Linked DNA regions of Mus musculus: regions 1, 2 and 4 are each linked to region 3. A link is a contact called in public ChIA-PET and HiChIP or PLAC-seq data. All regions are on one chromosome and are shown on one strand. Each heading gives the region's core, a stretch centred on a gene start, on an enhancer-like site or on the middle of the called end of the contact. The rest is flanking DNA. Distances are from core to core; before and after follow the strand shown. Region 1 overlaps Ubr2 (ubiquitin protein ligase E3 component n-recognin 2). Region 2 overlaps Ubr2 (ubiquitin protein ligase E3 component n-recognin 2). Region 3 holds the start of Mrps10 (mitochondrial ribosomal protein S10). Region 4 has its middle 44 kb from the start of Ubr2.

Region 1 (2,750 bases), core at 226-2,725, 400 kb before region 3:
GCCCCAGGGAGGCAGAGGCAGGCAGATCTCTAAGTTTGAGGCCAGCCTGAACTACAGAGAAAGTTTCAGGACAGTCAGGGCTACACAGAGAAACCCTCTTTAAAATGAAAACCAAACCAACCAACCAACCAACCAACCAACCAAGAGACTCTTCTGCACTGGAGTAAGGAAAAAGCCCTGAGAATGTGTGTTTACTCAAGTTCGAGTGGATACCTCCTCCCTCAGGTGAAAGCGTCACCTGCACTCCTTGGGGTCAGACAGACCCTAATATGCCCCTGCTCTGTGGACAAAACCACTTAGCTCTAAGCACCACATTCTTCAGAGTTCTCTCTAGCTCAGCTCTGCTCCCTAGTCACTGTTCCCAGTGTTCTCCTTTCCAGATGGAATAGCCATCTTAGAACTGTAGCTTGCACCCAGGGGGGAAGTGCACACACTGCTGGGGAGGAGCAGCTTCCGGGTTTCTTAACTGTGGACACTTACATCTTCAGGCAGAGACTTCACCAGCTCACTGTGAGCCATAGGCTTGATGCTCAACTGATGGATAATCTCCCTCTTGATTTCATCTGTGGCAGCCACCTGTCCAACCCCAGGGTTGAATCTTTCTCCTGTCCAAAATGAAAGGTAGATGCACACATTTAATGGACCCATGTACTTATGTGTACAGATTTCCAGTTCTTGCAACAGAATCCATCCTCTGTCTGGGTCACTCTGTGGGAAAATAAAGGCTGGTTTGGAAGGCAATAGCAGTTCCCGTTTATACTGAGTCTGATGCACCGACTTAAGGTTTCATGGCTGCTTTGGAGAAGGACCAGAAGTACGACGGGACCAGTGGAAGTCACACCCTTTCCTCCTCTGTGCTTCTGTCTAGGACAGGCTGGTATCACTCTGAGACCCTCTTCATTAGGGCCACCTCTGCCCACTGGATTGGCTACTTTACGGCCACAGAAGGTCTGAACAGTGGGGGAATGACAGAGCAGAAGGGATCAAAGAACTGGGAAAGCAGGGCCAAGCGAACAGGAGACGTAGGTAATAAACAGACGTCTCTGAGTCACTGGTCTTCATTAACCTGTGGTTGCTGTCTTTGGAGTCAAGAAGACATTTAAACCAAGAACCAAGAGAGAAGAAACAAAGCGAAGATTTTAGTCCTAGCAACTCTCTGCTCACAATGTGTTCCCAAGCTGTGCCAGTCTCCCTCCACCCTTGGCCCAAATACAGCCTTTCAGTTCATCTGTTTCGGCCATTGCACCCCTTCCTCTTTCTGGGGTGTGTGTGTGTGAAGGGCTGTGTGCCCGTTCTCTTCCCATGACTGATCGAGCAAGCTCAGCGCCCTGCTGCCATCGCCAGGCCCACATCAAGGCGGTGTGCACTCACCCACAAGCATGATGATGAGGTAGAGCATCTCTTCGATCAGAGTGTTGTTCTGCTGAACGACGTCCTGTGGGAGGAGGGGCAAGTGCAGAGGTGAGAACACGCCCACTGCTGTCCCTCACACATACAGGACACGTGGGCGTTGTGACACAGGCTCTTACCTTATGGGTAACCTCAGAACTGAATCTCTTCCCATAGTCAGGCGTGCTGAAGAGCTGATAGAGTTCAAAGCGGCTGAGCATGATCATCAGGAAGTGGTTTGGGTCCATCATGGAGACACCTGTCTTTTTTGTTTGTTTGAGACAAAGGAGAAGAGGAAGGTCAGAAGGGACACTCAGTGTTAGTGAGAGATGTTTAAGGTTGCACAAGAAAACAGCTTATTTGACCACCAATTTGAAGAAAAAATGGACACCTACTTAGCCACACCCTATATCATGTGGCTGCCAAGAGGGGACAGGAATCTAAGCAGGTCAAACAATCCACACAAAGAAACCTCCCTTAAAACTGAACCCCAGGAGAACCACACAGGCAGTTCGGCTCCTTTCCTGTCTCAGTCCACTGAAGGACACGGCTATGAATTTCGCTGCAGTTTCCTATCAGAGTTCACTGCCTACTAGGAACTGAGAGGAATATCAATTAAGCCCCTAGTATGTACATACGTATTCTGTTACTGAGACCCTTTTGTGGTAAGCACTCCATTACATAAAACGATAGCTTCTTTTCTCTTAATGCCATTTTTAAAAGTTCTAAATCAAACTGGACTCAACAGCTAGGAACTGAAGTAGAGTTCTCTGGAAGAGCAGCCAGTGCTGGACCATATCCATAGCACCTATCTTTTGGTGCTGCTGCTGCTATTAAGTCTGTTGAGTCAGGGTCTCACTATGTAAGCACACTGCCTTCGAACTCAGAGATCTGCCTGTCTCTGCGTGCACCACCAAGCCAGTCTGTTTATTTTTTAGAATTTACGGTTATGCGTGCCAGTGTCTGCCACATGAGTGCTGTGCCTACAGAGACCAGAAAGGAGCTGGAGTCCCCGTGGTTGTGGCTGCCTGCTGTGGTGCTGGAAAAAGAACTCGGCTCCTTTATGAGCAGCAAAGCTCTTAAGCACTGAGCTGTCTGTCTGTCTGTCTAGCCAGCTGTCTGTCTGACTGTAGCAGCTGCATCTGGCATGCTGAGTCTGACCCTGATCTGGAGACTGGGGGAAGCATTCTGCAGGCTGTTGGCCTTGAGTGGGGAGTGTTAGTAGACAGAGCAGGTAGGATTCAGAGATCTGCAAGTGAGTGTTAGGTGACTGACTCAGTAAAACAAGACCAGGCCTCCCCACAGCCCTGAAGTCAGGGTTTTTAACTCATTACCTGAAGCATCACTATGTCCTTGTCGAA
Region 2 (2,939 bases), core at 93-2,592, 440 kb before region 3:
CTTCAGGACCTCCCTGCTTATCATGCTCTCCACGAGGCTCATCTTCCTAACCCCAGGCCGGGTCCTTACCTGAGTCCCTGGTCGGTCTCTCCATAGTCGTCAAGGTAAGGAGGAGAATAAAAACATCCTTTGGTTTTGCCAGCTAAAAATAGCACCTGACATTCCCGCACTCTGTGGAGAGAGCATTCATCTTTGTACATTTATGTAAGTAACATGATGTTGATTCAACTCAGAGAAAAGGCTTATGTAAGGAAACACATGCACAAAAGGCCAGGTCAGGAGACGAGAGCAGCTGTAACAGAGATACCTGCGAGTAGCAAGGTATCCGCCCAAGTCTGGTGCAGGGGACTTGATCACACTGTGAACCCTGAGACTGTGTTACTTATGGAAAAAACTGTTTCTAGTTGTGGTACGGCTCGGTTTTAATCCCTCTGCTGGAATACAGACTTGCCTTTAGGACATACCTTTAAATCCATAGTTTGTGGAAGGACACAGCCATGTTTGGAAGTGACGTCTAATGGAGTGGCAGACAGAATTATGAATCAGAGAAAGATCTGACAGAATAGGATGTGCCTCACTCTCTTGAGGAAGAGGAAGCTACTTGAGAGAGCAGCGCAGAGCCAGAGGGAAGAGAGAAGGCAGATTTACCGGGAGGGTTTTACAGAGACAGGCTGAAGAGAGACCAAGCAGACACGGTGAAGACAGAATGAGTCAGAGAATGAGAAGGAGCCAGAAGATCAGAGGAGCTTGCAAAGGTAGCATGAGGCCAAACAGAGCAACTCAGAAGTCAGTCTGACTCAGTCAGCATGGAGAGGGGTGTGAGTCACAGCCAGTCAGAGCTCAGAAAGAACCAGGAAGGGTGAGCTTATTCAGCACAAAGTCTCAGAGGCTGGAAACACTGTCGGCCTAGATTGGCCTGTGTGCAGTCTGGAAGTCCCCAGGCCTAGGCCTAGGTTAGCAGACGGAGGAGGTAAGCCTCCGAGGTGCCAATTCAGGAGAACAAGGGACTCTTTACACAAGTGTTCAGTGGAGCCATGCGGCGGGAATGTACCTGGCAATGACGTGCTGCAAATTCAGACAGTGACTGTGTCGAGAACCCAGGGCTCCAAGCAGAATTTAAAACAGCTAAGTGTGGGGAAAGACAGCTCATCTTTTCCCCACAATTATGAGAAAATTACTCGTTTAAAAAATGACATACAACAGTTACTAAGTATTTTTATCTGAGTACAGGACCCAGTGGCAACCCGTGCCTCCTCAGAGAAAACCTAAGAGCACCACAGAGGCAAAGATGATGCTGGGCTCTAAAGATTTACAAATTTATGCTTTATGTGTAAGTGTGTGAGTCCACAGAGGCCAGCAGAGGGCAGCAGATCCCCTAGCACCAGAGCTACAGGCAGTCGTGAGCTGCACTGCTGACCCAAATGCTGGGACCTGAATACAGGTGCTCTTGTGCTCCGTCTCTGCAGTTCCTGACGGGGGAATTCTTTACCTGAATTTGGGGAGGAAACGAGGGACAGGGATCGCCCCACATTTAAGGAGGCACAAAGGGGAGCTAAGCTGTCAGTTGGGAGCTGTCACCAGCCATACGGGAAATGTGAGAGCCCTGGCTCTTTGTAGTCTGCACACAGTGGCACAGTGGCTTCGAAAGTCCCCGAAGTGCTCAGGTGAACACGGCCAGCCGAGGGCCTTACCTCAGGAAGATGCCGGCCCCGGAGCCGCAGGAGTAGGTGTGTGCTGTGCAGGCTCCGACGTCCTCACCCTCCAGCTCAGCTTGGCAGCAGTAACTCTGAGAGCAGAGGAGACTCCCACACACGAGGCACAGAGTAGGAGCTCTGCTCTTGTCGCCACCTGATTTGGGGCACCTGGAAGATAAAGACAGCACTGTTACAAAGGAACAGGCACAGAGCACCCTGGAAAATAATCTGTCAGTATTCACCATTCTGTGACAGGACACTGGGACACACACTAATACCACCTACCAGAAACACCTAAGGGAGCAACATCTGGGACAGGCAGATGGGAACACTGTGTGAACAACAGGAACTACTATTGGGGCACGGAAGAGTGATGCCTCAGTCACGTACAAATCTCAGACACAGTGTGCAAAGTACTGCAGACACAGCCACTTAAATGGAGTGACGCGGAACAGACACCCATGTTAGCTTCCCAGACACATGGGGAGGGGGCGAGAAGAAGCTTCAAACAAGAGATGGCTTCTGTTAGAATGGCCTGTGGGCACATCTTTGGAGACACTTTCTTCTTGATGGCTAATTGATGACGGGCAGGTGGGCCCAGGTTATATAAGAACGCAGACGGAGCAAACCAGTGACAGTGTTCTTCCATGGCCTCTGCTTCAGTCCCCCGTCCAGGTTCCTGCTCTGAGCCCCTGCTCTGACCTCCCTCAGTGACAGACTGTAACCTGTAAGCAGGTTAACCCTTTTCCTCCCCACGTTGCTCTGGTCAGTGCTTTAGCACATCAACAGAGTAAAAGAGGGCAGAGACTCAGCACAGCACTCAGAGTGACGTGTCTACAGAGCAAGGAGGGAGACGCAGGAGATACCCAGAGACAGAAAACTCCTTAAGAATCACAAATGCAGGCCAGGTGTGGTGGCGCACGCCTTTAATCCCAGCACTCGGGAGGCAGAGGTAGGCGGATTTCGAGGCCAGCCTGGTCTACAAAGTGAGTTCCAGGACAGCCAGGGCTACACAGAGAAACCCTGTCTCGAAAAACCAAAAAAAAAAAAAAAAGAATCACAAATGCAGGGCTGGAGAGATGGCTCAGCAGATAAGAGCACTGGCTGCTCTTCCAGAGGTCCTGAGTTCAATTCTCAGCAAGTACATGGTGGCTCACAACCATGCATAAGAGGATATGTTTAATGCTCTCTTCTGGCACACAGGTGCACATGCAGATAGAGCACTGAGACACATAAAATAAGTAA
Region 3 (2,741 bases), core at 152-2,651:
GGTAGGGCATAGCCAAATCCAGCCACACACTAGTTAAAGATTCTGTTTCCATATAGAGATCACATATAGGCCCGCCTGAGGGGCAGGAAAGTGGTCCATATTCATAAATCTCTCATCAGTTGTGCCATCTGGACATTCTACCCTTTGCTTAGTTCTCTGGCCTGCCAAATAAGAATTAATGCCTGCTTGTGGGAGACCCAGCTTTACATTGGCATGATGGTTTATGGAGATATAGTATTGGCTAGTTTTGTGTGTCAACTTGACCCAAGCTGGAGTCACTGGAGAGGAAGGAGCCTCAGTTGAAGACATATCTCCATACGATCCAACTGTAAGGCATTTTCACAACTGCTGATCTGTGGGGGAGGGCCCAGCCTACTGTGGGTGCTGCCATTCCTGGGTTGGTAGTTCTGGGTTCTATTAGAAGGCAGATTGAGCAAGCCATGGGAAGCAAGCCAGTAAGCAGGACCCCTCCATGGCCTCTGCATCAGCTCCTGCCTCCAGATTCCAGCTCTGCTTGAGTTCCTGTCCTGACTTCCTCCAGTGATGGACTGTGATCTGGAAGTGCAAGCCAAATAAACCCTTTCCTCCCCAGCTTGCTTTTTGATCATGTTGTTTTGTAGCAGCAATAGAAACCCTTACTAAGACATATACTTTGTTTCATTCGCATTAAGTTGACCCTTATTCATTTTCCCAACAACCTCTTAAGGCCCAGGATGTAGAAGAGATGTCACAAATTCAGGATGACATTTATCATGTAGCATTTTAATCTCATTTAATCCTCTACTGCAAGTATGATTTGTTCTCATCTCTACTTGGCAAGTGAAAGAAAAAAAAAAAAAAAAAGGGGGTTCAAAGTACGGAAGAAATTTGATCAAGTCACCCACCTAAATAGAAACCAGAGCGCCTAAGTGTGGAGCTTCCATTATGCTAAATTGCATGGGAAGGCATTTTGAAAAACACAATTTAGAAAAATCCATTAACAAGCCTGGCATTCCGATGGTGTGAACAAAGTTTAAGAATGAAACGCCTTTTGCAATAAGGTAAAATGTTAGAATTTGGACTCAGTAGCAGCAGCAACTTCCTTCCCAAGTATTTCTGTTGTGTTTGTCTCTAAGCAAACAGAACCACCCAAGACAAATAGGATCTTAGGATAGACAGCGTATAGATAGAACCTGGGAGTTTATCCAGACGGCGGAAGCGACGCATCCACTCAAAACCTTAAATGAATGAGTGAATAATAAATAAGTAAATAAATAAGAAAATAGAAAATTTAAAATATAATTTTAAAAAAATTCAAGGAGCACCGTCTCTATGGTTGTTTCAGTGTCGGAACACAGGAGACACTCTTTCCTTTTCGAACTCTATGGTTCGCGAACAATGCTGTGACCCCGGAAGCGGTCCTGGGCGATCAGGGCACCAAGATGGCGGCGCGCGCAGCGTGTGTGGCTCTGTGCCGGCGCCTGCAGCAGGTAAAGGGGTGGGCGTGGGGTCCCGGCTGCCGACGGCGCCGTCATCGTCGAGTCTCGCTGCCACCCTCTGCCCGACCCGTACGGAGTCATCCTCCGTTGGAGGAAGTTATTAGAAAGTGACAAGAAAAGGGCAGGTTTTTCTCTCGAGGGACCCTACATAAATTGGCAAGACGGGAGCGAGAACCGTAAGACGTCAGAGCAGGAAGGATGAGGAAAACGCGTTCAGAGCCCTCCCTCCACGGTAGAGAGGGCCATGGAAACCGTGAGCTCAGAGAAGACAACGCTGGTCTCGGATTCTTAGGAACCGAGCCAGCAAACGCTGGGTCACATAAAGCCCCGGTGCAGCCCCACTGGGACGCCCTGCTCGCCTCCACGGCTGAGGAGGTGACCCGAGAGCTCCCAGGTCAGGGGAATGGGTCAGATCTCCCTCGAGAGGGTCTTTGAAAAAGGAAAACTTGCCTGGAGTTCGCATGGCATGAATCACAGCACTGGGGAAAGGAGGCAGGCGGACGAACTTCTGGGTTCGAAGACAGCCAGGTTATGTATTGAGATCCTATCACAAAAATAATTTAAATTAAAAACAAAAAAACCAGGCTGTTCTCAAGAACTTTGGTCTTGAAACTTTTGTGACTCTTCTCAATGGTCATTTAGTAGTTTTGAAAATAATGCTCAGAACTGGGTCAGATGGCTGACCCTGAAATAGCATTACTTGTAAAACCTGGCTTGCATATTGAGGCCCTGTCCCAAAATAAACGAATTCTTTAAAAAAGGAAGAGCTGACACTGTGGCTCGGTTGCTCAAGGGCCTAATGCCTAAAGCTGGCCCTGTCGGCCCCACAGCAGCATGTAACCCAGAGGTGGTGGCCCACACCTGTAATACCAGCCCTTGAGAGGCCAAAGCAAGAGGCGCACGCCTTTAATCCCAGCACTCGGGAGGCAGAGGCAGGCGGATTTCTGAGTTCAAGGCCAGCCTGGTCTACAAAGTGAGTTCCAGGACAGCCGGGGCTACACAGAGAAACCCTGTCTCGAAAAAAAAAAGGATCAAAGATTCCAAAAAGTTTGTTTTTCATACTAGAGATTGAACCCAGGGCCTTGCTTACACCAGACAAGGGTTCTGCCACTGAAGCCCATTTGTAGCCTTCTGTGGGACTCGAGTGGTCTGCTAGGGTTGCCGAGCCATCACTCCAGCCTCGATATCGTCCCAGGTTAGTTAACACTTTAGAAAGCCTGCTTTCCAAAGCAGAAGCAAATTTGAAGAAGAGTAAGCCTGGGA
Region 4 (2,723 bases), core at 62-2,561, 310 kb before region 3:
TCTTTTCCTGTTGCTGTTGTTAAATACTCTAACAAAAGCAACTTAAGGGAGAAAGGTTTACTCAGACTCACAGCTCAAGTTACAGACTGCCATGGAGCAGGAGGAGTGGGGGAAGCCAAGGCACCTGGAGCTCGGAGGAGCTGGCTGCATCCCATGCACAGCGGAGAAGCAGTGTGTGTGTATGCTGGCCACGACTTAGCTCACTGTTCTCCGCTCTGTGTAGTCCAGGATCCGCTGCCTAGGGAACACTCCCACCCATGGTTAGGAAGAGTCTTCTCACATTAACTCAATCAAGCCCGCCCTTGACAGGCATGGCCAGAATTCCATCTCCCAGATAAGACTAGGTTCTGGTGAGCTGGCATCTGATGCTGATATAGATACTATTTATTGAGGCGGAAAAAGTTTTCAGCAAATGTTATGTTAAAACAATATATTAAGGTGGGGTAGGGTGATGCAGGCTTCCAGAACTTGAGAGGTGGAGACAGAAGGATGAGGAGTTCAAGGTTAACTTCAGCTACTGTGCAAGTTTGAGGGCAGGCAGACCTATAGGAGACTGTGTTTCAACTAACTAAATAAGTATGTAACTAACCAACTAACTAACCAACTAACTAACAAACCAACTAACTAACCAACCAACCAACCAACTCAGTTAGAAAAGGCATTTAGCAAGCCAGGCATAATGTCACATGTTTGTAACCCTAGCTTGAGAGACAGACCGGAAGAGAGTTAAGGCCGATTAGTTGCATAGTGAGTTTGAGGCCAGACTGTATCACTTTGAGATCCTGTTTCAAGACAAAATGAAACAATCACACAAACAAACAAACAAACAAACAAGCAATCAAACAAACAAACAACCCCCACCCCACCCCGCCCACCATCCAAAAATGACATTTGGAGTCGAATGTGGTGATGCACGCCAGAATGCCAGCGTTTGGAAGGCTGAGCTGGGACGATCTCAGATGCCATGCCAGTCTGGTTGGCTAGTACTGTGGAACCCTTATACCTCACCCTTCCCAAAAGAAATCACACACAGTTGAACTTCCAGAGACAAAGTCAGTGGCTCCCTATGAGCGGGACAGAACACAGAAACGTCAACAGCCAGTTAAATCGAGAGCAATTGCAGGAACTTTTGCTTTCGTCGTTACATTTTTCTTCATGATCTAATTTTATCCCAATGCATATTGGGGGTAGTATTTTTTTTTAAAGAAATGCAAAGTTAGATATTTCAGGAAACGAAAGAACAATGCGCAGTCTGAACTGGCAGGAACCGGTGGGAGCCGCTTCTCTAGACTGCCCTGACACTAAAATTAGCACTGGCAGGCAGGCAGCTTAAGGAAAGGAGAACCAGGCTGGCTGTGTGTGATTTTTCACATGGTCTCATGAATGCCTTATTTATTTATTATTTATTTATGCGTCCATGAATGTGGCGGTCATAGGACAACTTGAGGGAGCCGGTTCTTTCTTTTCCACTCTGTGGGTCCTCAGAATCGAACTCAGGTTGTCAGGCTTGGTAGCAAGCACCTTTATCCACAGAACCATCTTGGTAGCCCTCTTTGAGGCTTTAGGACAGAGCCTCTTAGTGCATCTCTCCATTCCTAATTGTTCACTCTTGGAAACTCCAGAGCCGAGCGATACCCTGAGCCTTAGTCCCTAAGGAGATTTTCTGCTTGAAACCTGATTCTGGTTCCCAAGCCCGTGGTACCAGGACTCTATCTTGCCAGGCTGGGGGCTGGGTCTCTGCCCTACAGTGCCTCTCTGATTCCTGAAATCTGGAATCCCGGTCCATACCGGTCCTTCCAGTTCTTCAGTCTTGTCAAGTACCTCCACTCCTCTGCTAAAGCAGACTCCTTTCATTTCACATGCACTTGTGTATGTGCGGAGAGACATTCTTGTGCGCACAGAGTGCCCATGTGTAGGCCAGAGGCAGGTGTCAGGTACCCTCTTCAATTGCTTCTCCACCTTAAAAAAAATTTTTTTAAGATTTATTTTTATTATATGTAAGTACACTGTAGCTGTCTTCAGACACACCAGAAGAGGGAGTCAGATCTCATTATGGATGGTTGTGAGCCACCATGTGGTTGCTGGGATTTGAACTTTGGACCTTCAGAAGAGCAGTCGGGGGCTCTTACCCACTGAGCCATCTCACCGGCCCTTAAAAAATTTTAAATGCTTATTTATTCATTTATTTGGGGTGTGTGTGTGTGTGTGTGTGAGAGAGAGAGAGAGACAGAAAGAGAGAGAGAGAGCACAGGTGCAAACATACATACATACATACATACATACATACATACATACATACATACATGTTTGTAGACCTTGCATGCCACAGTGCACTAGGAGGCCAGAAGAGATTCCCCCATTGGGCTTCAGAGATTCAACTCATATTATCCCAGTTGGTGATGAACACCCTTATACACTGACCCATCCCACCAGCCTCTTACCTTATTATTCTTTCAGACAGAATCTTTAAATGAACCTGGGGCTCCCTGGCTAGCCTGGCTGGCCAGGGAGCCCCAGGGATCCTCCTGTCTCTGCCCAATCCCTGAGAGCCTGGAGCTATACCAGAGCCTTGGTTTTTATGTTTGTGACGAGAATCCGAACTCTGGTCCTCATGCCTGCATGGCATACACTTTCCAGAGCGAACCAACTCCCCAGTGCCTAATCCAACTTTTCTTCACGATTCTAGCACACCAGGGTTCCCTAGAGGACAATTCAGCACACAC

Evidence for each region. HiChIP or PLAC-seq counts read pairs in DNA pulled down with a chosen protein or histone mark. ChIA-PET counts read pairs in DNA pulled down with a chosen protein or histone mark.
Region 1: an RNA polymerase II ChIA-PET map of memory CD8 T cells shows a contact between it and region 3, with 14 read pairs. The contact joins the enhancer-like site here to the promoter of Mrps10 in region 3. A contact is called at or near these places in 4 of 39 promoter capture datasets (the 3T3-L1 cell line, the C10 cell line, the HPC-7 cell line and 1 more), 1 of 15 datasets of contacts at CTCF or cohesin (the NIH/3T3 cell line), 4 of 484 Hi-C or Micro-C datasets (the AML12 cell line, bone marrow-derived macrophages, frontal cortex and 1 more), 12 of 115 datasets of contacts at active chromatin or transcription factors (the SCID.adh cell line, bone marrow-derived macrophages, differentiating embryonic stem cells and 6 more) and 3 of 9 other capture datasets (adipose tissue, embryonic stem cells and liver).
Region 2: a CTCF HiChIP or PLAC-seq map of the NIH/3T3 cell line shows a contact between it and region 3, with 9 read pairs. The contact joins the enhancer-like site here to the promoter of Mrps10 in region 3. A contact is called at or near these places in 5 of 39 promoter capture datasets (the 3T3-L1 cell line, cranial neural crest, liver and 2 more), 1 of 15 datasets of contacts at CTCF or cohesin (the NIH/3T3 cell line), 2 of 484 Hi-C or Micro-C datasets (the G1E-ER4 cell line and bone marrow-derived macrophages), 6 of 115 datasets of contacts at active chromatin or transcription factors (the NIH/3T3 cell line, bone marrow-derived macrophages, embryonic forebrain and 2 more) and 3 of 9 other capture datasets (adipose tissue, embryonic stem cells and liver).
Region 4: a contact with region 3 is called in an H3K4me3 HiChIP or PLAC-seq map of bone marrow-derived macrophages, with 6 times the contacts expected there. The contact joins the enhancer-like site here to the promoter of Mrps10 in region 3. A contact is called at or near these places in 7 of 39 promoter capture datasets (the HPC-7 cell line, cranial neural crest, embryonic stem cells and 3 more), 1 of 15 datasets of contacts at CTCF or cohesin (the NIH/3T3 cell line), 8 of 484 Hi-C or Micro-C datasets (the N1E-115 cell line, bone marrow-derived macrophages, embryonic stem cells and 4 more), 25 of 115 datasets of contacts at active chromatin or transcription factors (DN3 thymocytes, the SCID.adh cell line, T-cell acute lymphoblastic leukemia and 16 more) and 4 of 9 other capture datasets (adipose tissue, liver, macrophages and 1 more).

The regions. Positions count from the first base shown.
Region 1 is chr17:46,965,661-46,968,410 of GRCm38.p6, forward strand. It overlaps Ubr2 (ubiquitin protein ligase E3 component n-recognin 2), which reads right to left. Exons shown (of 47, transcript NM_146078.3): 18 at 2,724-2,750; 19 at 1,530-1,652; 20 at 1,372-1,435; 21 at 481-605. Among named protein-coding and RNA genes, the nearest start is that of Ubr2, 43 kb to the right of the region's middle. Within about 2 kb of position 1,476, at least 24 of the 459 cell types and tissues checked have an H3K27ac peak or open chromatin away from gene starts, as enhancers often do. A contact at or near this core is called in memory CD8 T cells, where this site is marked.
Region 2 is chr17:46,932,384-46,935,322 of GRCm38.p6, forward strand. Ubr2 (ubiquitin protein ligase E3 component n-recognin 2) reads right to left here. Exons shown (of 47, transcript NM_146078.3): 45 at 1,692-1,862; 46 at 70-171. Among named protein-coding and RNA genes, the nearest start is that of Prph2, 23 kb to the left of the region's middle. Within about 2 kb of position 1,343, at least 97 of the 459 cell types and tissues checked have an H3K27ac peak or open chromatin away from gene starts, as enhancers often do. A contact at or near this core is called in the NIH/3T3 cell line and bone marrow-derived macrophages, where this site is marked.
Region 3 is chr17:47,367,486-47,370,226 of GRCm38.p6, forward strand. Mrps10 (mitochondrial ribosomal protein S10) reads left to right here and starts at 1,402. Exons shown (of 7, transcript NM_001146212.1): 1 at 1,402-1,469. The coding sequence starts at 1,422.
Region 4 is chr17:47,053,535-47,056,257 of GRCm38.p6, forward strand. No RefSeq gene overlaps it. Among named protein-coding and RNA genes, the nearest start is that of Ubr2, 44 kb to the left of the region's middle. Within about 2 kb of position 1,312, at least 59 of the 459 cell types and tissues checked have an H3K27ac peak or open chromatin away from gene starts, as enhancers often do. A contact at or near this core is called in adipose tissue, bone marrow-derived macrophages, granulocyte-monocyte progenitors and 1 more, where this site is marked.